Linked DNA regions of Mus musculus: all the other regions are linked to region 5. A link is a contact called in public HiCAR-type, HiChIP or PLAC-seq and promoter capture Hi-C data. All regions are on one chromosome and are shown on one strand. Each heading gives the region's core, a stretch centred on a gene start, on an enhancer-like site or on the middle of the called end of the contact. The rest is flanking DNA. Distances are from core to core; before and after follow the strand shown. Region 1 holds the start of Hspa4 (heat shock protein 4). Region 2 holds the start of Shroom1 (shroom family member 1). Region 3 holds the start of Aff4 (AF4/FMR2 family, member 4). Region 4 holds the start of Zcchc10 (zinc finger, CCHC domain containing 10). Region 5 holds the start of Tcf7 (transcription factor 7, T cell specific).

Region 1 (5,419 bases), core at 474-2,973, 1.0 Mb before region 5:
AAGGGAAGACCAACCTCTCACAGGATCATTACCACGTCTAAATCAGAACAGCTGAAGGATAGATGTTTCCTCCTTGGATGTGGAGACTGTGTCAGGGCTCTGGGCTTGGGATTTTATAGGGCAGCAGAGGAAACTTTTGGGTGGGAAGATATTTCTGCCGACCTACTTTGTGCTTTCCCATGCACATACATTTTGGTGGAGTCCTTACTATGTTGGCATCTATGCCAGGAGTCTGACATGTTGATCCCTGGTCTGGAGCTTTTCTACTCCTAAGTACCCGAAGGGAGTTTCTCAGGTGCTGGGGGCTTTAGGCTATTAACCCTCACTTATTACCTTTGACTAGAAACTCTTTGCTCTCTCCTGATGGTGATAATCCAGAGTGTGTGTGCGCGCGTGCATCCACGTGTAGAAGTGCTGTGAGGGCGGCCATGTTCTGTGAGGGCGGCCATGTGCTGCACAGAGGCTTGAGGGAGAACAGATATCCCCTGTTGCTCTCTGATGTAGTTTTTGGAGGCAGGGTCTCTCTCTGAAACTGGAGCTCTAGTTTTTGGACTAGGCTGCTAGTCAGGGAGCCCCTCCAGTTAACCTCTTGTCTTTGTCCTGCTAGGTTCTCGATGACAGATCGAGATTGGGATTCAAACCCCAGTCTGTATGGTTTCACAGCACGTATTAACTGTGGAGCCATCTCTCCCGCACGGTTTACTGTGTTGGACACCGTTAGGCACCTATGAACAAGAGGTGACAAATAAGTGAAATTTAAAAATCCTTTCAGTTTTGTGGTGTTGGGGATCCAGTCCAAGGCCCTGAGCCTGCAAGTGTTCTAGCACTGTACTCTATATCCTCAGCCACAAAACAGCCAGAAACCGGGAAACTTAGGATCTTCCTCCTGCACTCTGGGTTGGTAATAATCAGAAACGCGTTGAAGCTGGTTCCCCTCCAGCTTTCCGCAACTGGCTAACGTAGTGGTCACTATAGTTTCAGATTCTTTAGTTTAACGCAGGGTGGGGGCATGGCTGTAAGTGGGTCCCAGCACTAAGGAGAAAAGAGCTTCCGAATTTCAAGGTCATCCTTGAGGACTGTCCTGCAGGACATTCTGTCCCCTCCCCACCTACTCTATATAATAATGTGTTAGCATTCACATAAACGTGACACTGGTCTTAGACCTCCCACTCCACGGAGCATGTGATTTGGACCCTTGTGTCCAGCTCAGGGAAAACACCTAGGACTGAAAGGTCCCTCGTCTGATCACGGGAAGTGAGTGGTTAAAAGTAGGTGGAAGCGTGGCTTCGGATTCTTTTAGTTAGCGCTTGGTTTTAATACTGAGTTTTACGTAGAGCCGAGCTGAAACCCTTAGCGCCCTTAGCAGGATTAACTCGAGTTCACTGTGGGGCCTTAAAAAAAAAAAAAAAAACCCTGCAGAGAGCCTGCAAAGTCACTGCCGGAAGTCCCTCCGCGGTGACGAGCACGGCGGAAGTGGGTTCAATGCAGCTCCCCGAAGAACTGTCTCACTCCCGCTCGCCTGACTTCTGGATGGGAGGCGCCCTGCAGCTCAGGGAGGATTGTGGGGGGCTTCTCCGCGCAGGCTCAGTGGCCCACTTCGCGTCGGACCGCTTCCGTCCCCCCACTTCCTTTCACGGTTCCTGTGCCAGGACGTGACGCCAGACTTCGTCAGACGGGAGGAGCCTTGGGAGGAAAAGCGTCTGAGCCGGGGTCTCGCGAGAACGTTTCGTTTCAGCGCAGTTCTCGCGCTGCAACCTTGCTCCTGTTGCAACGAGAGCCTTCGAGATCTTCTCCGCCTCCGCGACCGGCGCCTCCTCTGCGGCCGTGGAGCCGGAGCCGCGGCCCGAGCGGTAGAGGCCCCCGTCTTTCTCCAAGCCCCAAGCCTCCTAGCGGACGGTCGTCCGGCTTCGCCCGCCCAGCCGCGGCGCTCCACCGGCCCACGCGGCTCGCCCTCTTCCACGCGCCAACCCCGCCGGGTTCCGTGTGCAGTGTCGGCGGCCGGCCCTGGGCCCGAGCCGGAGCAGTAGCCGGCGCCATGTCGGTGGTGGGCATAGACCTGGGCTTTCAGAGCTGCTATGTCGCTGTGGCCCGCGCCGGCGGCATCGAGACGATCGCTAACGAGTATAGCGACCGCTGCACGCCGTAAGTGGGGCTTGGCTGGCGGGGTCGCCTCGCTTTCCGGGCGAGGGTCCGCAGGAGACCCCCGCCGAGTGCCGGGTCGCCCGCGGCTGCCACCTGCTTCGGATCCTGGGCCTGCGCCAGGCACGAGGCCCTTTCGCGCGGGCCAAACGAAGGCTTTGAGCCGGTACTCTGATCGGCGGAGGGCAGGAGCAGGAACTGAAAGAGAAGGCGGGCCTGAGACCGTGGGATGGACCGACCGCTCTCACCTCCTTTTTTGGGGGGGGGGAGGGTTTGGGTGGTTCGGTCTGAAACGAGGTCCAGGGCTTGCTGAGCTCGTCGAATCCAATAGAGGTTCAAACTCGGCCCACGGCGAGCATTTAATAAAAGTTAACTTGCAAGATTGTGGCCTCGGGACTGGGAAGCGCTCTGAGTCCCACGTGAGTGGGGGCGGGGTGGCGCCCGGAAGATGTGGAGTCTGAGTACCCACGGCAGGCCCTGAATAAAGTCCATGCTTTTCTTGATAGCGTTTTAACTCCCTTCATTCGTTTTTGGATATTGAGTTAGGTTGGGTCATTCCTTACCCAGGCTGCTCACCTATTCCTTAACAGCGTTAGTTTTTCATGCTAATGAATTCCAGCCGGAAGGTTGCCACAATTGTTAATGCATGACTCAAGGGCTCTGTTTGACTTCTAGAACTTACATGAAGTTATGGGACCAGTATAGACAAATCTGCAAAAAAAAAAAAAAAAAAAAAAAAGACTCACTCAGAGCTTGCTGGAGTAAAAGGGAGTCTACTTTTTAGATATATGTAGGATTTTTTCCCCCACATTTAGCCCAGGATGACCTAAAATTTTCATTCTGCTTCTGTCTGCTAGAATCTGGTATTACAGGTGCGTTAAAATTTTATTTATCTGGCGCTGGTGGCACAGGCCTTTAATCCCAGCTCTCGCAGGGAGGCAGAGGCAGGCTGCAGTGAGTTCGAGGCCAGCCTGGTTCATAGAGACCATTTCAGGATAGGCAGGGCTACGCAGAAAAGAAAGCTTTGTCTTAAAAAAGATGTTAATCTACTGAATTCCTTTAGGTAAACTTTGGAAGAAGCTCTGTTGTTTTTGGGTTCACAGTCCCAGATCATTGTTTTTATCTTGTTTTTAACCAACCTTCTGAGGCCAGTTTCCTGTCTCCCAGACTGTTTTGAAATAACTTTGTGTCTGGGAATGACTCTTAATCCTCCTCCCTTCATCTCCCAAGTGTACAGGTGTGCAGGCACAACACCCAGTTTGCTGTACAGTGGGGGCTTGAAGCCAGGGCTTCATGCATACAAAACAAGCACTCTACCAAGTAAGCTATTGCCTGGCACCCAATTCTCGAGTTTGGTGCCACAGAGCTCTGGTACCATTATCAGAGTCAGTTTTCAACGTCCCTTCCCACCCCAGTACCAAGCTCTCTTCCCATTTGTCCTTTTTAAGCTAGGTATTATGAGTAGTCTTTGTTTGTTTGTTTCTTTTTTTTGAGACAGGGTTTCTCTGTGTAGCCCTGGCTGTCCTGGAACTAACTCTGTAGACCAGGCTGGCCTCGAACTCAGAAATTCGCCTGCCTCTGCCTCCCGAGTGCTGGGACTAAAGGCGTGGGCCACCACACCTGGCAGTATGAGTAGTATTTGTACAGAGGTATCTTGTACTGGCATTTGAAAAGTTAAACATTTTTGCTTCTAGTCATTTTAGCACTAATTTCGTATTTGGTAATGATGCTGCTGGTTCCTCACTTTTGGGAAGATCATCTTTCCAAGAAATTTCAACAGTCTGAGCTGAAGATTTGGCTCTTTGGGCAGAGCCTTGACCTGCAGAAGCCTGAGGCTTGGGAAACACTGCTCCTACCTAGCCTTCCTTTAGATTGCCTGAACCTGCTCCTCTCTTAGATGGCAGCTGTGGCAGTTTGCCATGAGTTTCATTATTTGAAACTTTAGGAGTTGTTTTCTGCTGGCAGTTAAATTTGCATAAGGACTGAATAGGTCATTAATCCTGTGATTGTGCACACTGCATGCATACTTCCTTTGCCTTAGTTTTCCTATGTATTTTATTTTTTTTTAAAGACAGGCTACATAGCTGTGGCTGCTCTAGAACTCAGTGCAAGACACTGCTGGGAGTAAAGGTGTGCACCACCACACCCGACTGTATTTTTTTTTTTATATGACAAGGCCTGACTCTTAGGCTAGCTTTTGAGGGAACTACAGAACTGCAGCCTCCTGAGTGCTGGCATCACAGGTGTGCTACTGTGTCTGGCTTCATTTAAATACTCTGAACTATGCATTTGATTAACAGATTTCTATGTTGGAGGTGTGGCCTTAAATATCAGAGCAGAAAGTTCAGAGTCTTTTCAGGTTGTGGAAGAATAGATTTAAAAGTATGCAGAGCCTGTGTTGTAGGTTTCTTCCAAGGTGAAAGTGTAAAGGTGTGGGTCTCTGGTTTGACTGTGACAGGGAGATGCACCTCATTTGTATTCTAACACTCTCAGTTCTACCTAATTCTGTAAAGACAGATGAAAACCTTATGTACTTCATTGATTATTTCACATGGGGGTTTACTTGAACTCGAGGAGTAGCCAAATCTTTGCCTTTCCATCTCCTTTGTTTTAGTGGGTTATCTAGTGTGACTGTGGCTGTGTTAAGCATTGGAGATACTTTGATGAATAACAAAATGCTCAGTCTTGCCATCATGGGCATGGTAATGGAAAAAGCCACAGGCTAAACAAGAGCATTCTATTACTATCTGGTGAAGAACAAGGTGGAAAAGTACAGAATATGGTGTAACTGACATAACTAGATGTGGGCTGCTTCTAAAATGTCATTTGTGACCTGGAAGGTAGGCACGAGTTCACATGGAGGCCACGGTGGGTTTGAAGGAGGAGTTATTTGAGCAAATGGGAAGGCCTGGGGCAAGTAGTGTTTTTACAGATTGAGAGGATGATGGCACATCTTGAGGCAAGGCTTGGAATGGTTAAGATTTCTCTTGTTAGTGCAGTAGAAAGTGAGCCAGTTTTTTTTTTTTTTTGGGTTTTTTTTTTTTTTTTAGATTTATTAATTATATGTAAGTACACTGTAGCTGTCTTCAGACACACCAGAGGGCATCTGACCTCATTATGGGTGGTTGTGAGCCACCACGTGGTTGCTGGGATCCGAACTTAGGACCTCCAGAAGAGGAGTCAGTGCTCCTAGGCAGCCCAGCACTCTTAAGGCAGAGGCAGGCGGATATCTGACTTTGAGGCTAGCTTAACTTTGTCTACAGAGCAAGTTCTATTGCTA
Region 2 (5,067 bases), core at 1,141-3,640, 1.2 Mb before region 5:
GGCTGGACCTACGATGGCCCAGCAGTTAAGAGCACTGACTACTCTTACCATGCACCTAACTTTGGTTCCCAGCATCCACACAGCTCATAACCAACTGCGTGCGACTCTAGTTCCAAATGATCCAACACCCTCCGAAGGCTATTGTATGTGATTGACATAAAATAGAATACATGCTTTTCAAAAGTCAGATGCTGTCGTCACATCAGTAATCTCAGCCTACCTACAGTGAGATGGGAGGTAGAAACAAGAGAGTCAGCTGGAAGCTTGAGGACCAGATACCTCAAATATACTTCCTAGCAGCGGAAACAAGAGAGACCTTGACGCATTGTGAATATGCTTGGCCCAGGGAGTGGCTATCAGAAGAGTAGGCATGGCCCTGCTGGAGTAGGTGTGGCCCTGCTGGTGTAGGTGTGGCCTTGTTGGAGTGGGCGTGTCACTGTGGGTGTGGGCAATAAGACCCTCAGCCTAGCTGCCTGGGAGTCAGTATTCTGCTAGCAGCCTTCAAGTGAAGATGTAGAACTCTCAGCTCCTCCTTCACCATGCCTGCCTGGATGCTGCCATGTTCCTGCCTTGGTGATAATGGACAGAACCTCTGAACCTGTAACCCAGCCCCAATTAAATGTTGTCCTTATAAGAGTTGCCTTGGTCACGGTGTCTGTTCACAGCAGTAAAACCCTAACTAAGACATTCACCATGTGGAAGGTGACAATGGACTCCTGAAAGTTCCCCTCTGATGTCCATAACACGCTGTGACACTCATGCTTATACTAACACACACACACATTAAAGTCATTAATGAAAACGCCAATTTATAATGAGCCATTAAACACGTACATATATCTGTTTTCTTATTGCCCCTAACTTATCTAAGGGGTGCTATTACATGGGGTCTCTGTCCATGCAGGATTCCCATATTGTGCCCTTTGTAGGGCTTGCTGTGCCACCAGGGCCTTGGAGCCTCAGGACAAACAACACAGAATTTTGACATTTGTCCCCGGAGCGGGGATTGCAGTAGAGTCTGCTAGAAAAATAGGCTGGGATCCTGGCTGTGGAGGAAGGTACTTGTTACCTGACAAAGGAATAAGGGGGCTCGGGGCTCAGAACTAGGGCTCTTGAGGGTGGAAACACCAGACCTGAAGGATGAAGCTGGCACTGGGGGCTGAATCTCGAGTGAAGGTGGACCCAGGCAAGCAACCAGACGTGGGACTTCAGGCAAGGTTTGTTGGGAAATTTGATAAAGACAATTTTCAGTGGGCAAAACCAGACCAAGGCAACACATGTAAGTCCAGGTCAGGGAACAGGAGAGGCACTGGAGAAAAGTCAAGCTCCGAGCTAATCGGGAATGAAACAGTCCTCTCAAGGGCCACCTCCCATCTGTCTTCCTGTGAGGACCTGTGCAGGCCTTTCCTTGCCTCCAGCCTTCCCTCAGTACCTGGAGGGCTGTTAACTGCACTCCCTGACTCTCCTTAGAGTCAGAGGTTCAGGGTTCAATGCTCAGATCTTAAATCCTAGCATTCCAGGCTAGGTCTGATGGGTGAGCTTTCAGGCAAACTCCTTGGTTCTCTTTTCTAGTCTCCAAAGCTATGGGTGACATTGCACCCCTGTGAGACATCTATTTTACAACATAGTAGCTGGTTATACAGTCTCTGCTGGTCTTGGGCAGACTCTGTGAGACGCAGGTTCCAGGAGGTGTAGAAAAAGCAGAGGGTGAATGACACCTAGGTAAAGATGGTCACTGCCATGGGTACAGCACATACCCCAGGGCAAAAGCTAAGCCCTGGGGACCACAAGGGGCAGCAGAACCACACAAAGAGGTGAGGAAAGAGGCGCTTGGAACACTAGGAGAGCGGGTGGCCTCTGATCAGTGCATTTCTAGGCCTTTTCAGTGGGGTTCACGGTCCGGGAAGATCGGGGGATTGGGAGGGACCCGGATTCTCCAGCAATCGAAGCTCAAGAACAGAGGGTCCTGAGACGGACGCCACTGTGTACATTGCGTCCCTGCAACAGCTGGGCCACCTGGACAGCTCTGTCCCCTGCCAGGCCTGGCCGAGAGTAAAGGTGCGCAGGGGCCCGATTCCACTGGCGCGGCCGGTCTGGACTCCGGGTCGGAAGGTCCAGACAGAATGACGGTCAGTCAGGCTGCTTCGCGGCCACCGCTGTCGCCGCCCCGACCCTCCCGTCCTTGTCTCCCTTTTGGGAAGCAGATCTGTGGACCACGCGCTGTGTGTCCCCTCACCCGGTCCCGCTGCGTACCTGTGGCTCCAGCCCGAGACGCACTTCAGGGCGCCGGCGATCCCTCAGTGACATCCGAGCCCTGGGCTCCAGCTCCCGACGCCACCTCCAGTCTCCGGCCGCAGCAGGGGAGGCGCCACCTCCGGCCGAGGAGGGGCCGGAGTCTGGAGTGGCGGCAGGGCTGCGGGAGCCGCGCCCCTTCCTCTTGCGATTCTGTACGTGGCCCTAGTCCCCGGCCCTGGACCTCTAACCACCGCAGAGAACTCGAGCCGGAGGGCGATCGAAATCCTCCAAGCACTGCCGGATCCGCAGGCAAGACTTATGGACCAGCAGGCTCCTCAGTGCGGAGGTCAAACCCTCCCGGAGGCAACAAAGGCTCACCTTCCTTTCTTCTTCTTCTTTTAACCTTTAAAAAAATTACATTTATTTATTTACTTAATAATTTGGGAAGTAAGTAATGGGGGAAGCTCCCTTGTGGAGAAGTCGGTACTTTTCTTCCACCCTGTGGAGTACTAGATTCCAACTGTGAAGATCTGGTTTGGTGACATGAACATTTATCCACTGGACCATCTCTCCCGGCCGGTTCTCTTAAACTCCACGATGAAAACAGATGTGCCTGGAGTTCCTGCCTCATGCTCTCTCTCCCTCTGAGTGTGCTTTAGATGGCTGGCTACCTGATCAACTCTGCTCTTCAGACCCACATTTCCAAAACCATGCCACCTACTGGACTCTTTCCACAGGCTCTCCTCTCCTGTCTTTGTCTCCTCGCTTCCCATAGCTCCCTCCACCAGACCCACACCGAACGGAGCCCTGAACTTATGTGCTCGAATCTGCTACTAGGAGTGGGGTCTTCACCTTTTGGTAAAGACTTTGAACTCCTAAACTCCCGTCTGTACATCCTGAGTGCTGGAGTCTTTTTTTCAGCTCAGATGACCGGTGCCACCTGGTCCTCATTCTCTGTGTGTGTGGTGTATGCATGTGTACCTCTCGAGATTGGGTCTTTTCTTTTCTTTTTCTTTTTTTTTTTTTTTTCCGTTTTTGATTTTTCAAGACAGGGTTTCTCTGTATAGCCCTGGCTATCCTGGAACTTACTTTGTAGACCAGGCTGGCCTCAAACTCAGAAATCCGCCTGTCTCTGCCTCCCAAGTGTTGGGATCAAAGGTGTGCGCCAACACTGCCCAGATACTATTGGGTATTTTATTCTATCATTTCTACACCTTATTTTTTGAAACAAGGTCTCACACAGAAGTCATCAATTTGGCTAGACTAGCTGGCCAGCCAACTCCATGAGTCTGCCTACACACACACACACACACACACACACACACACACACACACACACACACACACCACATGTCCCCTGCACTGGGTAACAATGTAAGCTGTGGCACCTAGCTTTTCCCTTAGCTACTGCAGACCCAAGCTCAGCTCCTCATGTTTGAGTGGCAAGCACTTTGCCCACTGCCCCACTGCCCATTCGTCTCATGGTCAGCAAGCTCTGTGACTCCAACTCTGTAAAAGTCTGTCCATTTGAGGACTCTGGAGAACTTGCCCAAGTCTCAGAAAGCACAGAGCCACAGAAGAGGAGAGACATCTAGATTCTCATTTTTATGTAAGTCTCCTTACATAGCCTAGGCTGGCCTGAATCTAGAGTTTCAGACAGCTGCCACATGGAAGCTGGGAACCAAACCTAGATCCTCTATTGGGATAGCAAGTGTTCCTAACCATTCAGTTGTCTCTCCAGTCTACCATATACAAATGAAAGAGACAGAGACAGAGACAGAGACAGAGACAGAGTCAGAGACAGAGACAGAGACAGAGACAGGCAGAGGGAGGGGGTTGGTGAGAGGGAGAGAGAAACTAGTTGCAAAAGCAACGGTTTGAGAAAAGTCACTCAGTATCCCAGATGGAATCATTTGCCCATTCTGTGGACTGTGTTTATGTTTTGTGTGTGTCCGATCTGATGACAGTCCTGGTTGTGTCCTGATCCTCACTGGTACAGAATGTTCCGTGTGTGCCTTGTGCAGTGGTTTGTGAGGCCTCCTGTGAATGTCAGTTCAGCTCCTGGCAGCACCAACATCTAACTGGCATTGGTAGGCCAGCTTCTAGGTCTTGGGGTCGGCTTCTCCTTTTCACAGAAGAAAAGTGGAACGGGGTGGGGTGGGAGGTGTCTCAGGAGTCAGGCTCCTTGGCTGTCTCCTCTATCCCTAGAAGACCTCGGAAAATAGAGACCTCAGGCTCTCTAGGCCCAGGACCTGGCAGCCCAGACTCCCGGATGGAGTTTTGTCTGTCAGTGCCTATGAATGGGTACTCACAGGCTTTGGGAAGAAGGACAACAGAGAGCACAGTGGCAGGTGGAGTCAGAACACTTTCCTCCCCCTGAGACAAGGTTTCTCTGTGTAGCCTTGGCTGTCCTGAAACTTACTTTGTAGACCAGGCTGGCCCCAAACTCACAAAGATCTACCTGCCTCTACCTCGGAGTGTTGAGATTAAAGGTATGTACCACCCCTGCCCAGCAACAGAATATTCTTTTATATTATTAAACTTTTTATTTGTCTTATGTGTAGGAATGTTTTGTGTGTGTGTGTACACCATGACATGCACTGTGTGCCCTCAGAGATCAGAAGAGGGTGTTGGATTCCCCTAGGACTGGAGCTACCATGTTGGTGATGGGAGTCCTACTTAGGTCCTCTGCAAAAGCAACATGTAGTCTAAACCAGCGACTCCAGCAGAGCAGTCTTTGCAGGTGGCCTGCATGAAATCTTGCCTCAAAAAACAAACAACAAAAAAAGCAATTCAGAAATCGTTTAACCAAACCATGTGGTCTGTATGTGC
Region 3 (5,144 bases), core at 2,291-4,790, 1.1 Mb before region 5:
ATCAGGTGGTAAGGCAAGAGTTAATTAGAGGGATATTTTCAAGGCCAGCCTGGTCTACAGAGGAGTTCCAGGACAGCCAGGGCTACATAGAGAAACCCTGTCTCAAAAAACCAAAAAAGGGGGAAAAAAAAAAAAAAAAAAAGGATATTTATTATTGTTATCCCATGTACTAGATAGTGTCACTCCAAATGTAACAAGATGGCTAATAAGAGTAACAAAGTAACAAAGAAGTGTATCTACTCAGATTTGAACCTTTAACTACAATGTATTCACAGTAACAACTAGCAAACACTCTCCCAGAAATGAATTCATTGTTTCAATTTTTCAGAGGAACTAAAAAAAGTAAAAATATGAGGACTACAGAAAGCTGCAAAATCTTATTTATAACATGTAGCAAAGATTTTTATCTAGAATGTTTGTGGAATCTAGACATGCTTGTAATTTGGGAGGCCAAATTAAAAGCTGGGTATAGTAGTACAAACCTTTAATCTCAGCACTTGAAAGGTAGAGACAGGTGGATCTCTATGAGTTCAATGCCAACCTGGTCTACATACAGCAAGTTTCAATCCAGTTGTGGATACAAAATGAGATCCTGTCTCAAAAACAAACAAAACGGGCTGGTGAGATGGCTCAGTGGGTAAGAGCACCCGACTGTTCTTCCGAAGGTCCAGAGTTCAAATCCCAGCAACCACATGGTGGCTCACAGCCATCTGTAACAAGATCTGACGCCCTCTTCTGGAGTGTCTGAAGACAGCTACAGTGTACTTACATATAATAAATAAATAAATCTTAAAAAAAAAAAACATATCTTTAAAAAAAAAAAAAAACAAACAAACAAAACAAAAACCTTTGATTTTTATGAAAGGCACTACAAAAAAGGGGGAAGTTTCCATACATTTTGAACTCCATTTTAGGCCAATAAGTAGTCAAGAAGAAGAAATACCTGTTAAACACCTGTTTTCTTTGTTCTTTTCAGGTACACATAAAACCATGACTTCTACCTTACTACCTCAAAAATAAATAGATTAATAAATAAATAAATAAGTAGAGCCATAGCTTTTAGCAGTCTTCATCTTCCATAGCACTTTCTGAAGCTAATCCCCATTTCCCTCCTTTCAGATACTGATCACTTACTTGTTCATCTAACTTTAGGTTACCTGTAAACTCTTAGATCGGATAGATAAACTATTCCAACCTCAAAATGCTATCAAATTCAATCTAACTACATAAATACTGGAGAGGATAGAGAGTTAGAATAAACTCACTCTGAAGACACTACAGTAGATCTTTAAGAAAATCACAACATGCAAGTGGAATCATTGTTCCAAAAGGGATGCAGTAACCTGAAGACAGAAGAGACCACATGAATCTGAATGTAAAACTATGACATACAGAACATTAACTAAAATAAAAACATTCTCTTTATAGGAATTAATCACACAACTTCACCAAGCACTGTATGTCACCTTACACCCCCAAACTGTGCAGCTTGATCCAAATCACACACCTCTAAGCCCACCCCACCCCAACCAAACAGTAGAGATTTGGCTTTTGGCTATTCTCAAGACTCCCTACCTTGTCTCCACCTGAAGCAAAATTTTACTTAAAATGTGCCTACTGTTCCTACAGAGCCAACAAAAATCAGCCTGCAGATAGCCACAAACTGAATGACAACTGCTGGTATTCATTTAAAAAGAAAAGAAAACAGACTGCGTCTAGGTTTTCAGGAAGTTCATCATGAAAGGCAACTTTTTGAAAATAACTTTTTAAAAAACAACTTTTTGAGACTTTTTGTTTGGAGACTGAGGGCTGCGAAAGTTAGTGACAATAAGGAACATAAACCTGAAGAAGTTGAAGAAGCCAGCTTTGTTAAAAACCAAGTGGCCACTTGCCAACACTTCTTTACGCATATGTGACCAAAGACGACAGAGTCTAGGCTTCCTCTTGGTCCACATCAGCTTCTCATCAAATCTCGAATTAAAAAGAATCTCATAAACATTTCAATACTGATAAGTTAAAAGGACCATCCAAACAAAAGAGTTTATAAAGCTTCGGAGAATCAACATGGAAACAAAGCTTTAAGCTTTGAACCTCCCCCCACCACCACCTCGGCTCCACAAAAAGCACACATTTTAAATGTCACACAAACAGCCTATTCACGGGCACCTAGGGCTTAGATTCCGGCACTGGAAAGGAGGCTAGCTTCAGTTTAAAACCTCAGCGGGGAAGAAAAACCAGAATTCTGACTTGCAACTGACGAAACTCGGAGAACCCTGAATCGAACTCTTGGTTCGAACTTCACTCACAACCATTTTCAGATCAGGGCTCTCGACTCCCCATAAAGGTGTCATCTGTGAATGAAAAGCCTAATAAGGAGACCCCACAAACACCCTGGGCTCCTGTACCCCATGATCCGTTCTCAGAGAGTGGGAAGCAACAGCAAAGTGGAAGGAACAAAGCACTGACGTCAATTACGAGATTAACCCTGCGCACAGGCAGCTGGGGAGGCCTAAACATCAATACCCAAAGCCCGGCCATGGCGATCGCCAGGTACCAGGCCGGTTCCGAGCGGGAAGGAGGGTTTCTCCTATTCCAACCCAGGTTCCCATTTTTCCACTCAAACCCCATCGACCATCAAGGACGGAAATTAACACCCCCCCAGCCTCCCCCCCTTTTTTTTTTCTTTCGGTGGAGGGGAGGTGGGAGAGTGGGGGTGGGGGGAGGTGCGCAGGATCGCGAGAAGGAAGGCGAGAACTAGTTGAGAAATGATAGCCAGAATCTGGGCCTATTTTCTCTTTAACTAGGAATGACTTGAGTCAGACGAAGGAAAAATTTTTCAAAGGATAAATCCGCCGACCGAATCAAAGGGAGGAATGGAGGAAGGGACAACGGGGGGGGGGGGGGAGGAAAAAAAGAAGAAACGGCCAGATGATGGGCGTCTGGAATGTCGGATGGGAACGGCTTGGCCTTTAAAGAAAAAAAAAATGATTTTTCTTGTTTGAAATTGATTTCGGAGAGAAAGTGGGACGAGAAAACGTAGGGCGAAGCCGGATCCAGGGGCCCCCCGCCCCGCGGGTCTCCGCCAGCGTCAGCGGCCGGAGCCTCGCCTTCCCCGCGGCGCGGCCGCGCCTCAGACGTCAGTCAGTCAGTCAGGCAGGCAGTCAGGCGGCTTCTCACCTCCAGTCCCCGCTCCGCTAGGCCCGAACCATTTCCCGACCGCGGCTGCGGCGGCGGCGGCGCCCGGCCTGCACCTTCACCGGACGCGCATTCGGGCCCGCCCAGGAGGCGGCGACCGGCTGCCTGGGGCGAGGGGCAGCGGCCGATCCGGAGGCCACGGGGAGCCGAGGCGGCGCACCTCACACCGCGGACGCCAGGGTTCCGCCCCGCTCCATGACGGCCCGGCCGAGCCCCGGACGGGTGACTGAGGCGGGGGCGGGCTGACGGGGCCCTGGCACCAAGATCCCCGCCCCGTCCGCTGGGGGCGGCGGTGGCGGCGGCGGCGGCGACGACTCGACTCCCGCAGCCGGGACTGGGACTGACGCAGTGGCCGCGGCCCATGTGACCAGGGCCGGGCTGCTGCGAGCGTCACGTGACCAGGCCGCGCCCCTCCCGCAGGCAGCGCGGGGGCTGCGGCCCTGCTGCTGCTCTGGAGGCGGCGTCGGCGGGGCTGACGCGCGGGCTGACGTGCGGGGGCGCCTGGGCCCGGGGCTGGGGAGCGGGGATGCGAAGCGCGGGTCGCAGCAGGTTCCGCGGGGCCGCACCAGCGTCAGACCCGGGGACAGAACCCGGCCCGGGGCACACGCCCTCCTGCGCAGCCCGCTAGGGAGGCGCCGCGGGGCGGGGCGCAGCCCGGCCGACCGGTTTTGGGGTGCAGGTGAAGGCCCAGGCCCTGCCGCCCGTGTCCCGCAGCGCACCGCAGGAGTAGAGAGGGAAGGATGACGTGGAGGTCCGCAGCGACGTCGTCCACTGCTGCGTGTGACTTACTGTGGGAGGATAAGCCGGCCCTGCATCGTCTTAAAAAAATAAATAAATAAATAAATAAATAAGTAAATAAATAAATATCAGCCTCTGTGGGCTACTTAGTGGATTCAAGGCCAATCTGAGCTACTAAGAAAACCCTGTCAAAACAACACACGGCGACACACACACACACACACAAACACCATCGCTCTTAACATCCTGCTAGTCCAGACAAGCCATAATTTAATTGGAATCAGTAATTAGACAAAGTTTTAAGGTTTCCTAGAATCCAGTAATAGTAGCGCAAGAAAAGTGTCCTCTTCCTCTACATCTGAAAAACATACAATCCTGTCATTGGTGTCCCATGTCTCTTATCTGCTTTCTTTATTTGATGGTACCTCATGCAGATTCTCCACCTCTAACATCTTGAAACACTTCACTCGTTATTTGTAGTTTGTAATTTCACAGTTTGGAAATCCACTCAACTACACACGAGTTCTAAGCCATGTCTCAAAACCACTATCGAGGTATGGTCTGGCGCACACCTTTAATCCCACCACTCTGGAGGCAGAGGGAGGAAGATTTCTGTGAGGCTGATATACATATCCAACACTGGGCAGGTCAAGGATATATAGTGAGAGCCTGTCTCAAAAAGAAAAACACTAAATAAATCTTAAGTTTTACATAGGGTTTCCTCTGTGTAGCCCTGGTTGCCCTGGATCTCACTTTGTAAAACAGGCAGGCTTGGTGCTCAGAGATCTGCCTGCCTCTACCTCTGCTTCCTAAGTGCTGGGATTAAAGAAGTGTATCAGTGTGCCTGGCCATCTTTTCTACTTCCTTATGAAAAATACTGGTGGTGGTGAGATAGTTCAGTGGCTTAAAGGCACTTGCCCACAATCTTGGTGACCTAAATTCTATCCCTGTAGCACACATATATATCTTTCCTTAACAGGTACATTCACACATCACACTCACATATAGACAGCCACTTGAATGCTACAACAGGGGCCCAAACTGAGGATGGAGACACATGGATGTAATCTCAGCTACTCTGCAGCTTGGGGAAGGAGGATTGCAAATTCAGCAAATATTCCTAAACTGTATAGCAAGTTTGAAGCCAACTTAAGTAATTTAACAAAGTCCTGTTTCAAACTAAAAAAAAAGGGGGGGGGAGGCATGGGAAA
Region 4 (5,497 bases), core at 89-2,588, 1.0 Mb before region 5:
GTCACACAGCCATGCAGAGTGGGTATGACATTACTGGAGGGTTTTAAGATGAAGTCTTATTATGTTGCCCAGGCTGGACTCAAATTCATGTTCAAGTAACTGGTCTCCGCCCCTTACATCGCTTACACCACTGAATGGGTAGTTATTGAGTTGGTTGGTTTTTTTTCTTTTCGGAGACAGGGTCTCCCTACACAGCTGAGGCTGGCCTGCAGTTTGCTCTTTAGATCAGGCTGGCTTTGACTCAGTGCTACTCCACCTGATTTTGCTTCTCCAGTGCTTGGATTAAAGGCATCTGCCACCAGGACTGATAGTTACTGAGATTCAAACTGGGCATGGTGGCACAAGCTTTTAATCCCAGCATACTGAAGGCAGTCAGATATCTTGAGTTCGAGGTCAGCCTGGTCTACAGAGTGAGTTCCAGGACAGCCAGGGCTACACAGACAAATCCTGTCTCTAAATCTGCCCAACCCACCCCCAAATTCTAACAGACTCATAGCAAATATACCATTTCCTATCTTTCCCCAAATCCTCTGCTGACTCAGTCCTTTCTATGGCTTTTAGTCTGTTTTCAAATGTCACCCCTCACAGATGAATTTCTAGAACTGACTTGAACTGGGCCTTTTGCCTTTCCTCACCACAGCCTCTTATCCCCTTTAAAGCTTAACTTTGTTTTGTTTTTAGAGAGACAGGGTTTCTCTGTGTAGCCTTGGCTGTCCTGGAACTCACTCTGTAGACCAGGCTGGCCCCGAATTCTGAAATCTGCTTACCTCTGCCTCCTGAATGCTTGGATGTACCATCACCATCCGGCTCCTACAAAGCTATTTAAACCACTAGCTGTACTTGTTTAGAGTATCAACAGGTTCCACAATAAAACTGTTAAGCTGCGTAGCTTGAATACATTTTTCTTCAGAGAAACTGTCTGTGAGTGATTGTACTAAAATAATTATTTACAGTGAGAGCTGCAGAAAGTGAAACGGTCGATGGGGAATTAATAGGCATTGCAGACAGGCTTGTTTCTAGAAAGGGCGATAGGAAGGAGGCAGGTACGCTGAAGAGGGAAAAGTTTGGGATCTTGAGAGGGAAGATGTGGGATCAAGCATCCAGGCTACCCTTGACATGTGGACCGGACAGAGGAACACAGACCACCCAACGACCAATTCTTGGATTCATTTCGAACTCTCTTCAAATCCCGCTCAGTTCAGCAGCCTGCGCCCGCTCACTAGCTAGCGGACAGGCGTCTGCACGCCCCCAGCCCTCCTGCACACCCCACAAGCATCTCACTTACGCTTTCCTTCGAGCTATGAGCCGATGCATGGGAGTCGCCATCTTGGAGCGGCTGGAGTCTGCCGCACGGGTTTTTGGGAAACTAGCACCGGTGGGCGGGTCCTTAGAAACCTCTGCGGTCCTGGGCGGGGCCAGACGGGCTCAATTCAGAAGAGGCTAATGGTGGCCACTAGCTGGTTTGTCTTTTCTAATGTGGGCTTGTGTGTTCAGTATGAATAGGGTCTTGAAGGGTGATCTCAAACCAGGGGTCTGTAATACATATGCAGTGGAATTTTGTAGTATTCAAAAAATCCTAAAAAAAAAAAATCCTGTAATCCAGGATTTTGGAGGCTGAGGCAAGAGGATTGCTATGTTTTTGAGGCCAACCTGGGAAAACTTATGGCCCTAGCTCAAAACCAAACCAAACAAAACCAAAAAGGCCAGGAAGTAATGGCCCACATCTTTAATTCCAACACTTGATGGGATTCACGGCCAGCCTCATCTACACAGGGAGTTTCAGGAAAACCAAGGCTGCACACACAAACTGTCTCAAAAAACAAAACACCAAAAACCCCAAGAAATTACAGGTGTCGTCATGATGACTGGATCATTCTGATTTTGTTGTTGTTTGGTTGGTTTTTTGTTTTGTTTTGGTTTTTTTTTTTTTGTTTTTGATTTTTCTTTCAAAGATCTGCGTAGAGGATTTTTTGGTCTTTTTTTGAGACAGGGTTTCTCTGTGTTGCCCTGGCTGTCCCGGAACTCACTCTGTAGACCAGGCTGGCCTCGAACTTGTAAATCTGCCTGCCTCTGCCTCCCAAGTGCTGGGATTAAAGGCATGCGCCACCACTGCCCGGCTGTGTAGAGGAATTTTAATCCAGCAACATGGCTGCTCTGGAAAGGAATCAATCATAAGTGATGGGAGTACAGACATGAGTTCCAGGCCAGCATGGTACAGAGAAAGTTTCAGGTAAAGAAATTTAGTTCCAGGTGTGGTGGCACATTCCTTTAATCCCAGCACTCAGGAGACACAGGCATGCAGATCTCTGAATTCTACTCAGTTTGGTTGAGTCTTAAGAGAGGAGGAGGGGTAAGGGGAGTGGAGAGGGAGACAGGACCAGACAGAAACACCATGTGTTTGCTTGGGATTGAACTCAGGACCTCTGGAAGAGTAGTCAGTGCTCTTAACCTCTGAGCCATCTCTCCAGGCCCCTCTTTTTTTTTTTTTTTTTTTTTAATTGTTAAAGATAACATCTTTAATTTTTCAGGCTGGCCAGAAACTTAGCTCAGGCTAGTCTAATTCCCAAGTTATGACACAAGTTTCTAAAATCAGGATTCAGGATGTAGAGAAAGGAGGACAAGGAGGTTAAGGCCAACCTGGGCTATATAGCAAATATGAGGCCAGCCTGGTCTCCAGAGTGAGTTCCAGGACAGCCAAGGCGACACAGAGAAACCCTGTCTTGAAAAAATTTTTTTTTATATCTACAAAACCAAATCACTCTTCATTAGTCCTCCTCCAGCCCATACCTGACTTATTGCGTTCAGGCATTTGTTTTCCCAGATAAAATCTTTTTAAAACTTCTAATTGATTCTTTGTGGATTTCACGTCATGCATCCCAGGCCTGCTCATCTCCCCATCCCCTCTTATCTGCCCGTCTTCCAACCTTCCCCCCTTCAGATGAATTTCCTGAGTGAAAGTTTGGGGCCTTGAGATGTAGCTCTGTGGTAGAGTTTTTACCCAGTATGTGTGTATTAGGTTCTCTAGAGTCACAGAACTCATGGGTAAGAGAATTTGATGACTTACAGTCTGTACTTCAACTCCCCAACATTGGTCCAAGGATCTAGCAGTAGTTCAGCCCCACGAGGCAAGAAGGTGAAGAAGATAGAATCTTCCTTCTTCCAGTGTTCTTATATAGTCTCCAGCAGAAGGTGTAGCCCAAATTAAAGGTGTGTGCCATCATGCCTGGATCTGGGACTTGCTTTGTCCCAGATGACCTTGAACTCAGAGATCTCCCTGACTTAATCTTCTGGGATTCATAGCCACTATGCCTCAAGATCTCCATGCCAAGTCAGAAACATGTATCTCCCAGCCTCCAGATTAGGATCATAGGTGAGCTTTCCAGTTCTGGATTGTAGTTCATTCCAGATATAGTCAAGTTGACAACCATGAATAGCCATTAATGAAAAGCTCAGCTCAGGAACTTTGGGAAGGTCATGAAACTCTGGCCCTCCGGAAGGGAGAGGTTAATTAACATTTCTCAGACCACAGGGCAGGAACAAACCTGCCAGTGGGGACATATTCTGCAGGACTGACCATTGCTCACCTTCAGACAAGCGAAGTCCTTGTCACCTCATTCCCTAAAGACCAATCAGTTTAAAGGGTGCACTGTTCCACCAATCACATTGTGCCTAGTTGCTGATGCTCTATTCTGCCCCTGGAAAACATATAAAAACTCACCTGAAAGGGTACTGGTGGTCGCAACCTCTCCTTTGGGTCTGGGACGACCCTAGTTCACTGAAACAATAAATTCCTCTTGCTTTTTGTATCGATCCTGGCTCCACATGGTTCACTCAGGGGGTCCCCAGTAAGCTAAGGCTCCCAGGAGTATTGCACTACCATGTGAAAAGCCCTGGCTTCATCTCCCTAGCAACACACACACACACACACACACACACTACAGCATAAAACTTTCAAGGTTCCTACTAAATAATTGTGATGGTTTGAAAAGTAATGGCCCCCAAAGACCCATGTGTATGAATGCTGGCCCATAGGGAGTAGAACTATTAGGAGGTGTGCCCTTGCTGGAGCAGGTTGGCCTTGTTGGAGGAAATGTATCACTGTGGAGGCAGGCTTTGAGGTCTCTTTGTTTAAGGTAAGCCTAGTGTGGCAGTCAGCTGCTGCTGCTTGTGGATTAAGTTTCACCTCCTAGCTGGGGGGATCTGCAACCCTATAGGTAGAACAACAATATGAACTAACCAGGACCCCCCCAGAGCTCGTGTCTCTAGCTGCATATGTATCAGAAGATGGCCTAGTCAGCCATCAGTGGAAAGAGAGGTCCATTGGTTGTGCAAACTTTATATGCCTCAGTACGGGGGAACGCCAGGGCCAAGAAGTGGGAGTGAGTGGGTGGGGGAATGGGTGTGGGAGGGTGTGGGGGACTTTTGGGATAGCATTGGAAATGTAAATGAAATAAATACCTAATAAAAAAAAAAAGTTTCAGCTCCTTCCTCAACACCATTGCGTGCATGCCACCATGCTTCCCACAGTGACGACGATAAGGGATTAAACAAACTGTAAGCCAGCCCCAACAACATGTTTTCCTTTATAAGAGTTGCTGTGGTCATAGTGTCTCTTCATAGCAATACAAACACCAACTAATATTAACAATAATATTAAAACTTTTTTTTTAATAGACAGAGTCTAATTATGTACCCTTGGCTATACTGGAACTCACTGTGTAGGTCAGTTTGGCCTCAAAATCACACAGGTCTGCCTGCCTCTGCCCCTTGTGTGCTGGAATAGGTATGGACCCTGCTCTTATTAATTTCTAAAAAGGTTTTATTTATTTATTTATTGTGTATGTGTGTGAACACAAGTGTGCCTTGACACTTGTGTGGATATCAGAGTACAGTTTATTGTAGCCATTTCTCTCCTTCCACCCCATGAGTCCTAAACTCTGTTGTTCAACTTGGCTGTGGGCAGCTTTGCCCACTGGATCATCGCCCTTCCTTGTTAGCCAGTTTTAAAAGGATTTCTATTAGAGCAAGTACGAGAGTGCAAGAGACAGAATGAGGTAAAAATAAATAGGAAAGAGGAGGCCGATATTTTTGCTGTAATATTTGGGTTGTATCGTTTGAAAAGACTATGAACATTAACTAAAAGTCCTCCTAGACAGTTTAGCCTAGAGGTTAACCACACATGTATCCAAACACAATAATTATGTGTATTCTCAGGGAAAGACTAACCTAATGTATCTGTTTTCCAGAGGTTTGGTCCAGAAGAACAAGGCTAAATTTTGGACACAATGATTTTGTAAATGCTGCTGAAAAAAAAATTTTAAACCATGAATAAGCTACATTTTCTATGTAGCATGAGTGAATACTTAAGTAGATATAAAACAGAATTTCTTTCTTTCTTTTTTTCTTTCTTTCTTTCTTTCTTTTTTTTTTTTTTTTTTTTTTTTTTTTTGAGACAAGGTTTTTCTGTATAACCTTGGCAGTCCTGGAACTTACTCTG
Region 5 (5,371 bases), core at 2,660-5,159:
GGATGATTTACATGGCATTACATGAAGAGCCAATTAGCCTAACAACTTCCGAAAAATATCGAGCTGGAGAGCACCCATTTATTAGTGTTGGAATGTGCCAGGCTTTGTGCTGAGCGCTTTCCTGGGAGACAGTGACTCACCCCGTCGTATGCTGGTATAAGGGAGATGCAGGCCCAGATGGCCAGCCATTCCACCCGTGAGGATGGATGCTGGAGCTGAGGCCAGTGACCTGCCCTAGGTCCCATGGGGGGAAAACCTCTGGAGCTTCCTTCCTCCAACTGCAGAGCCTGGAGGGTTCCTTTTATGCCAGCCTAGGGAGGACCGGCAAGTTCACCGGGCTCATTTGCATAACAATAGGCCTACCACCTGTGTCTCGAGCCACAGAAGACTTGGCTCTCCCTAACAACTGGTCTGGTCCTCCAACTCTCTGGGAACTTCCAGGGGAGTAGCCACCAAAGGGCTTGGCCACTGGAACACATCATTCTGAAAGATCTGTCACCGCTCTGAGACCGGATCCTCTGTAGTGAGCCCAGGGCTGACCGTGAACGTCTGGGCCTCCTGCCTGTATCTGCTGAGAACTAGAACTGAGAGGGTGGTGTGTATGAGCCGCCATTCTCAGTTTATGTGGGATCAAGCCCAGTGCTTCACACACGCTGGGTAAGCATTCTGTCAACTGAGCCACGCCCCCAGCCCTCTAGTCCTCCATAGCCCCTCCGTGAAAGAATAATCACCCTTCAAAACCAGGTTTAGTAATTTTTATTACTGATAGCTAGTTCCTCAGTATGTCTGCATGTGTCACACAGCAGATAAGTCCCTTTCCAGCACTCAGGAAGCAGAGGTAGGCAGATCTAAGGATGAGGCCAACATGGTCTAGAGAAAAATGACTTCCAGGAGAGTCAGGGCCGCACAGGGAAACCCTGCCTTGATATGGGTCGGAGAAGCCTCTCAGCGTCTCAGGGGTCGGACTGGGATATGAGCATGGCAGTTAGGTGTTGGGTCTGGGGACTGACCACCAGGAGCTGGAAGCTCAGCTCAGCACCCTCATTTTGAAGCTGTGACACCTTGGGTGACTCAAACAACCTCTCTGAGCTTCAGTTTCCTCATTAGTAAAATGGGGACAATTGTCCCCATATCTCAGAGTTTAGTAACGATTAAATTAGGTGATGTGTGTGAAGCTCCGATGGATGCTGGCAGGCTGTAATCGCCTAGTGTATGAGGTCATCATCTCTCCGGTGATGGTTACAGAACTGGTGCTGGCTAGGCTTCTGCTGCTGCTTCTATCTATTTATTTATTTTTATTTTTCTTCAGATAGGATCTCACTATGTAGCCCAGACTGGGTTAGCTCTCCAAACCCTGGGGGTTTTCCACACCAGATGAATCTCACCTCCACCTCTCTCCCACTCCCCACCCCTAGGCCTCTCAGCCCATTCCGGGTCTCTCGACCTCCTGTGCCTGCGCTCCTTCCTGTTCTACCATCTTGTGGGAGTTTACATCAGCTGCTACGCAGCGAGCCTTTACACTATGCTCAGTGTGGAAGCGGAGGCAGAGACTCCATCTATGCCACCCCCGCCCTCCCTATCCACAAGCTCCTTTTCTCCCCTCTTGCCTCCCCCTCACTGCTCATCCTCAGGGGGTGAGGCTTGGAGCCAGGATGCCCCAGGGCAGTGGATCCCAGGAAGGGGGGTTTTCACAGCTCTATAAAGTCATCCAAAGAAACCATCCAAAGGTGGGAAAGCTAACAAATCAGGAAAAAAAAATATTTTCTCTTGCCAAATAAAGGTATATATATATATATATATATTCACTAACATTTGAGGATAGGCTACTTCTGCACCAATAAAGCCGAAAGGCCTTGTTCTTTGATAAAAGGGCAATACCAAGCTGGGGAAAAAAATTACCCTGGAGGGCAGAATCACACCTCCCCAGCCCTGACTTTTCTTCAGAAATTCGACCCCCAATGACCTGTGTCAGTTGAAACTTCATGGTCTGCCAACTATCATGGAAGCGACATTGCCAAAGTTGGAGTCGTTTATAAACACAGGAGGATCTGCTGCGCTTTGGCTTAGGATGATCTCAATTTCTGTGCAATTTTCTCAGAGAAGTGCTCACCCCAAAGTTAGCCGGGACAACCTCGGAGCTGAGGTCGTAGGGGGAGGCCTCGCCCCTGGGCCCTTCTTCTCCTGTAGGCTTTCCATTGGAGCCCCTGCCCTGCCCCCGAATCTAGAGAAGATGGGGTCAAAATCAGTAGCAAACTGGCACCTGCGGAAGAAGGACTTTAGAGGTGCCAAGGGCGGGTTCTGCACCGCATCTCTATTGCCAAGCTCAGCATTAATGGCCAAGCCCCCCATCGCTGAGAAGGAGGTGAAACGGGCATCCCGGCTGGGAGCTGGAGGACTCAGAAGCCCCGCTGGCAGGGCGCTGATAGGATCTGAGCGCTGAGAAGCAAGGCCTGGTCTCTTTGATCCTCCGCCAGGCAGGCTGGGCCTGGACCGGGAGGGGCGGTGCGGCTGTCTTCCGGCCGGCTTTGCGCCGCTGCCAGGGGTCCTGTGGGGCCGGGAGTCGGAGAGGCGGCCAGTGTCCTCCTTCACAAATTACCCACTGTTGTTTCAACTGCTTTCCCAAGAGGTGGAAGAGGTCTACATTGACTCCAACACCGAAACGTTCTTGAGGCGGAGGTGTGCGACCTTCAGTTTACTGCATGGCTATCCAAAGGGCCTAGTGTCTTACAGAAACAGTGATCGGTCGTGGTGAATTCGATGCTGGGTGCCAAGGAGATGCCACTGAAGACGCGGCCTTAACTAGCGTCTGAGTCAATGGGCTCCGGATGCAACTTCCCAGACTGAGCAGCTGCCTAAAGACCCCAAGAGAGAATTTCGTGACCCATGTGGCCGCCGGAAGTCTCAGTTCCTGGACAGCAGGTTCTAAGCGTCGAACTTAGTTGAAAAAGTCATAGCGGGCTGGAGAAACCACGTGAGTGGCCACGATCCTTCCTCGCCTCGAGCCACCACATGTCATATATTTATAGTGTTTGATTTGCACATGCAACAACAGGCAGGAGCTCAATAAATGTGTGAGGCGCTAATGCTTGTGTCTATGTAAGCAGGCTGTCTGGAATAAGGTCCCTAATCGGCACAGGGATGATCAAAAGGGCAGGTGTTTGTGTGTGTGTGTGTGTGTGTGTGTGTGTGTGTGTGTGTGTCAGGGTCCATCTAGTATCCCGGGGACGTAAGAAGCCTCCAGATTGAGCAAAGGACGCTGTTCACACCAAGGTTCCAAGTCATCCACAGGTTCCACCGGTCTAAGGAACCACCTTCTCCGCAACTTGGACGCAAGTTGTGGCTGTATGATAGTTAAGGAAATGGAGTTCCAGAGTTTAGTAATGGATTTCAGGTTAGAGAATAGCTGGAGAGCGAGCCCTTTAAGATTATTCCCAGTGGGCCTGTCCCGGTCTCTCCAGGGAGGGGAGGGCGGGGCCTGGGACGTTAGCCCCTCCCACCGCGGCCCCGCCCCGGCGCCCGCCCCGCCCCCGGCTCGCTGCCCGCGGTGCCTTTGATGTTCCGACCCGCCGGCTCCCAAAGCTGCTGTGCCCCGCGCCCTCGCCCCGCGCCCACTGGCCGCTCAGGCGGAGTCAGCGTGCGCTCCGCCCGCCGCGCTCCGGGCTCGGAGCCCCGCACCCTGGGCTCGCCGCCTTCCCGGCCGGCTCCGCGCCCCGCACCCGGCGCCCCGGCGGGCGCAGCGCACCATGCCGCAGCTGGACTCGGGCGGGGGCGGCGCGGGCGCAGGCGACGACCTCGGCGCGCCCGACGAGCTGCTGGCCTTCCAAGACGAAGGCGAGGAACAGGACGATAAGAATCGCGACAGCGCTGTGGGCCCGGAGCGGGACCTGGCAGAGCTCAAGTCCTCACTGGTGAATGAGTCCGAAGGCGCGGCCGCAGGCGCCGGGGTCCCGGGTCCCGGCGTCCGAGTACATGGAGAAGCCGAGGGAGCGCCCGAGGTGAGCCCGGCCCGCTCCTCCCCGGAGGACCTCGTCCCGAGTTGGTAGCGTGCGGACCCGCCCCCCCGCGCCACGGTCCTCGTGGGTCCCATCTCTGGAGCCCCTCCTGTTCCCTCCGCTCCTCATGGCCCCTCTGCTTCGCTCTGCAGGCCCTGGGACGGGAGCACACTTCGCAGAGACTTTTCCCGGACAAACTTCCAGAGTCCCTAGAGGACGGTGAGTTTTTGCGCGGCTGGGGAAGAAGGCGCTAGAACCGGGGGTGGGGGTGTGGGGGGCGGGTTTCCCGGGCGCCGCTGAGCTGGAGTCACTTCCGGTGCCCTGACCTTTATAGGAGTAAACAGACCCCCGCCATCTCCGCCTCCCCTCCAGCCCAGGTGACTGACTAATCCTTTGCCTTGAGGAGCAAGCCTTGGCTAAGGTTCCCAAGCAGGAGGGTGGGGTAGGGAGTCAAGTCCCGGTCGCGAAGTGGAGGTCTGGACTCGGGGGTCTTTCCTCAAAAACTTGCCTTTGCGGATATTTCCACCCGTTCGGAGGTCGCTGTTCCCTGTCAAGTCACGAACTTGAAGGGGACCCCTTGGCAGGGTTTTTTTTTTTTTTTTAACCCCCCTCCGGAGCAGACAGCCTTCAGTCCTTAGGAGCAGCTGGCTGGGCTGGTGTCTGACCCAGCTGTGGTTTTTCCAGGCCTGAAGGCCCCGGAGTGTGCCAGTGGCATGTACAAAGAGACTGTCTACTCTGCCTTCAATCTGCTCATGCCCTACCCACCGGCCTCCGGAGCAGGGCAGCATCCGCAGCCTCAACCCCCGCTGGTAAGTGACCGAAGCAGTCAGGCCCTGTAATGGGGCTGGCTACCTACTTGACCACACAGGTGATGCTTGGACAAAAAAGGACTTCTCTGCCCAATTCCTAGATGCTCTTGCCCAGTTAACATCCAGAGGAGTCTGACCCAAAAGGAGATCTCTGAAGGAGCGCCCCGGCTCCAGTCTTTCTCACTTGCTTTTGACCTTTGTCTTCCCAACTTGCTCAAGCAGGTGCCTGTGTTGGCCCACGGTGGGGTTGAAAACGTTTTTGAGCTGAGCCCATGCCATTCCCTAGCGTGATGTGCATGCTCTGAGCTAGAGCTCTGTGGTTAGCTTTTTTTTTTTTCCTTCAGAGAAGCGAGGGAACTCGGGTGTGAGAAGACTGGGTAAGAGACCTAATCTTTTCCGTTGCCCAGTTCCACTGTGTCCTGACTGCCGTGTATAAGTCCTTGCCGAGGACCCATGCCACATGGTGTAGGTTTTGAGCGGGCTGGGCTGCTCTCGCACACACAAGGAAAGGTTTGCTAAATGTAGGACAGATCAGGGTGTTGGTTAGGGGTCAGCAACGTGAATCAGTGT

What was found. Promoter capture Hi-C pulls out the DNA fragments that hold promoters and counts their contacts. HiCAR-type assays count read pairs that join an accessible place to other places. HiChIP or PLAC-seq counts read pairs in DNA pulled down with a chosen protein or histone mark.
Region 1: a HiCAR-type map of astrocytes shows a contact between it and region 5, with 4 times the contacts expected there. The contact joins the promoter of Hspa4 here to the promoter of Tcf7 in region 5. A contact is called at or near these places in 2 of 39 promoter capture datasets (both in embryonic stem cells), 4 of 115 datasets of contacts at active chromatin or transcription factors (astrocytes, differentiating embryonic stem cells, embryonic stem cells and 1 more) and 1 of 9 other capture datasets (embryonic stem cells).
Region 2: a promoter capture Hi-C map of embryonic stem cells shows a contact between it and region 5, with 4 times the contacts expected there. The contact joins the promoter of Shroom1 here to the promoter of Tcf7 in region 5. A contact is called at or near these places in 1 of 39 promoter capture datasets (embryonic stem cells), 1 of 484 Hi-C or Micro-C datasets (embryonic stem cells) and 1 of 115 datasets of contacts at active chromatin or transcription factors (embryonic forebrain).
Region 3: an H3K4me3 HiChIP or PLAC-seq map of embryonic forebrain shows a contact between it and region 5, with 4 times the contacts expected there. The contact joins the promoter of Aff4 here to the promoter of Tcf7 in region 5. A contact is called at or near these places in 2 of 39 promoter capture datasets (the C10 cell line and embryonic stem cells) and 4 of 115 datasets of contacts at active chromatin or transcription factors (embryonic forebrain, embryonic hindbrain, embryonic stem cells and 1 more).
Region 4: a contact with region 5 is called in a promoter capture Hi-C map of embryonic stem cells, with 2.7 times the contacts expected there. The contact joins the promoter of Zcchc10 here to the promoter of Tcf7 in region 5. A contact is called at or near these places in 2 of 39 promoter capture datasets (the 3T3-L1 cell line and embryonic stem cells), 1 of 115 datasets of contacts at active chromatin or transcription factors (embryonic stem cells) and 1 of 9 other capture datasets (embryonic stem cells).

The regions. Positions count from the first base shown.
Region 1 is chr11:53,296,783-53,302,201 of GRCm38.p6, reverse strand. It overlaps Hspa4 (heat shock protein 4), which reads left to right and starts at 1,723. Exons shown (of 19, transcript NM_008300.3): 1 at 1,723-2,142. The coding sequence starts at 2,036.
Region 2 is chr11:53,454,528-53,459,594 of GRCm38.p6, reverse strand. It overlaps Shroom1 (shroom family member 1), which reads right to left and starts at 2,390. Exons shown (of 8, transcript NM_027917.3): 1 at 2,254-2,390. Gm30585 (a long non-coding RNA gene) reads left to right here and starts at 4,806. Exons shown (of 2, transcript XR_879843.1): 1 at 4,806-5,067.
Region 3 is chr11:53,349,163-53,354,306 of GRCm38.p6, reverse strand. Aff4 (AF4/FMR2 family, member 4) reads right to left here and starts at 3,540. Exons shown (of 21, transcript NM_033565.2): 1 at 3,178-3,540.
Region 4 is chr11:53,320,530-53,326,026 of GRCm38.p6, reverse strand. It overlaps Zcchc10 (zinc finger, CCHC domain containing 10), which reads right to left and starts at 1,338. Exons shown (of 4, transcript NM_026479.4): 1 at 1,286-1,338. The coding sequence starts at 1,326.
Region 5 is chr11:52,281,552-52,286,922 of GRCm38.p6, reverse strand. It overlaps Tcf7 (transcription factor 7, T cell specific), which reads left to right and starts at 3,909. Exons shown (of 11, transcript NM_001313981.1): 1 at 3,909-3,995; 2 at 4,145-4,211; 3 at 4,677-4,801. The coding sequence starts at 4,706.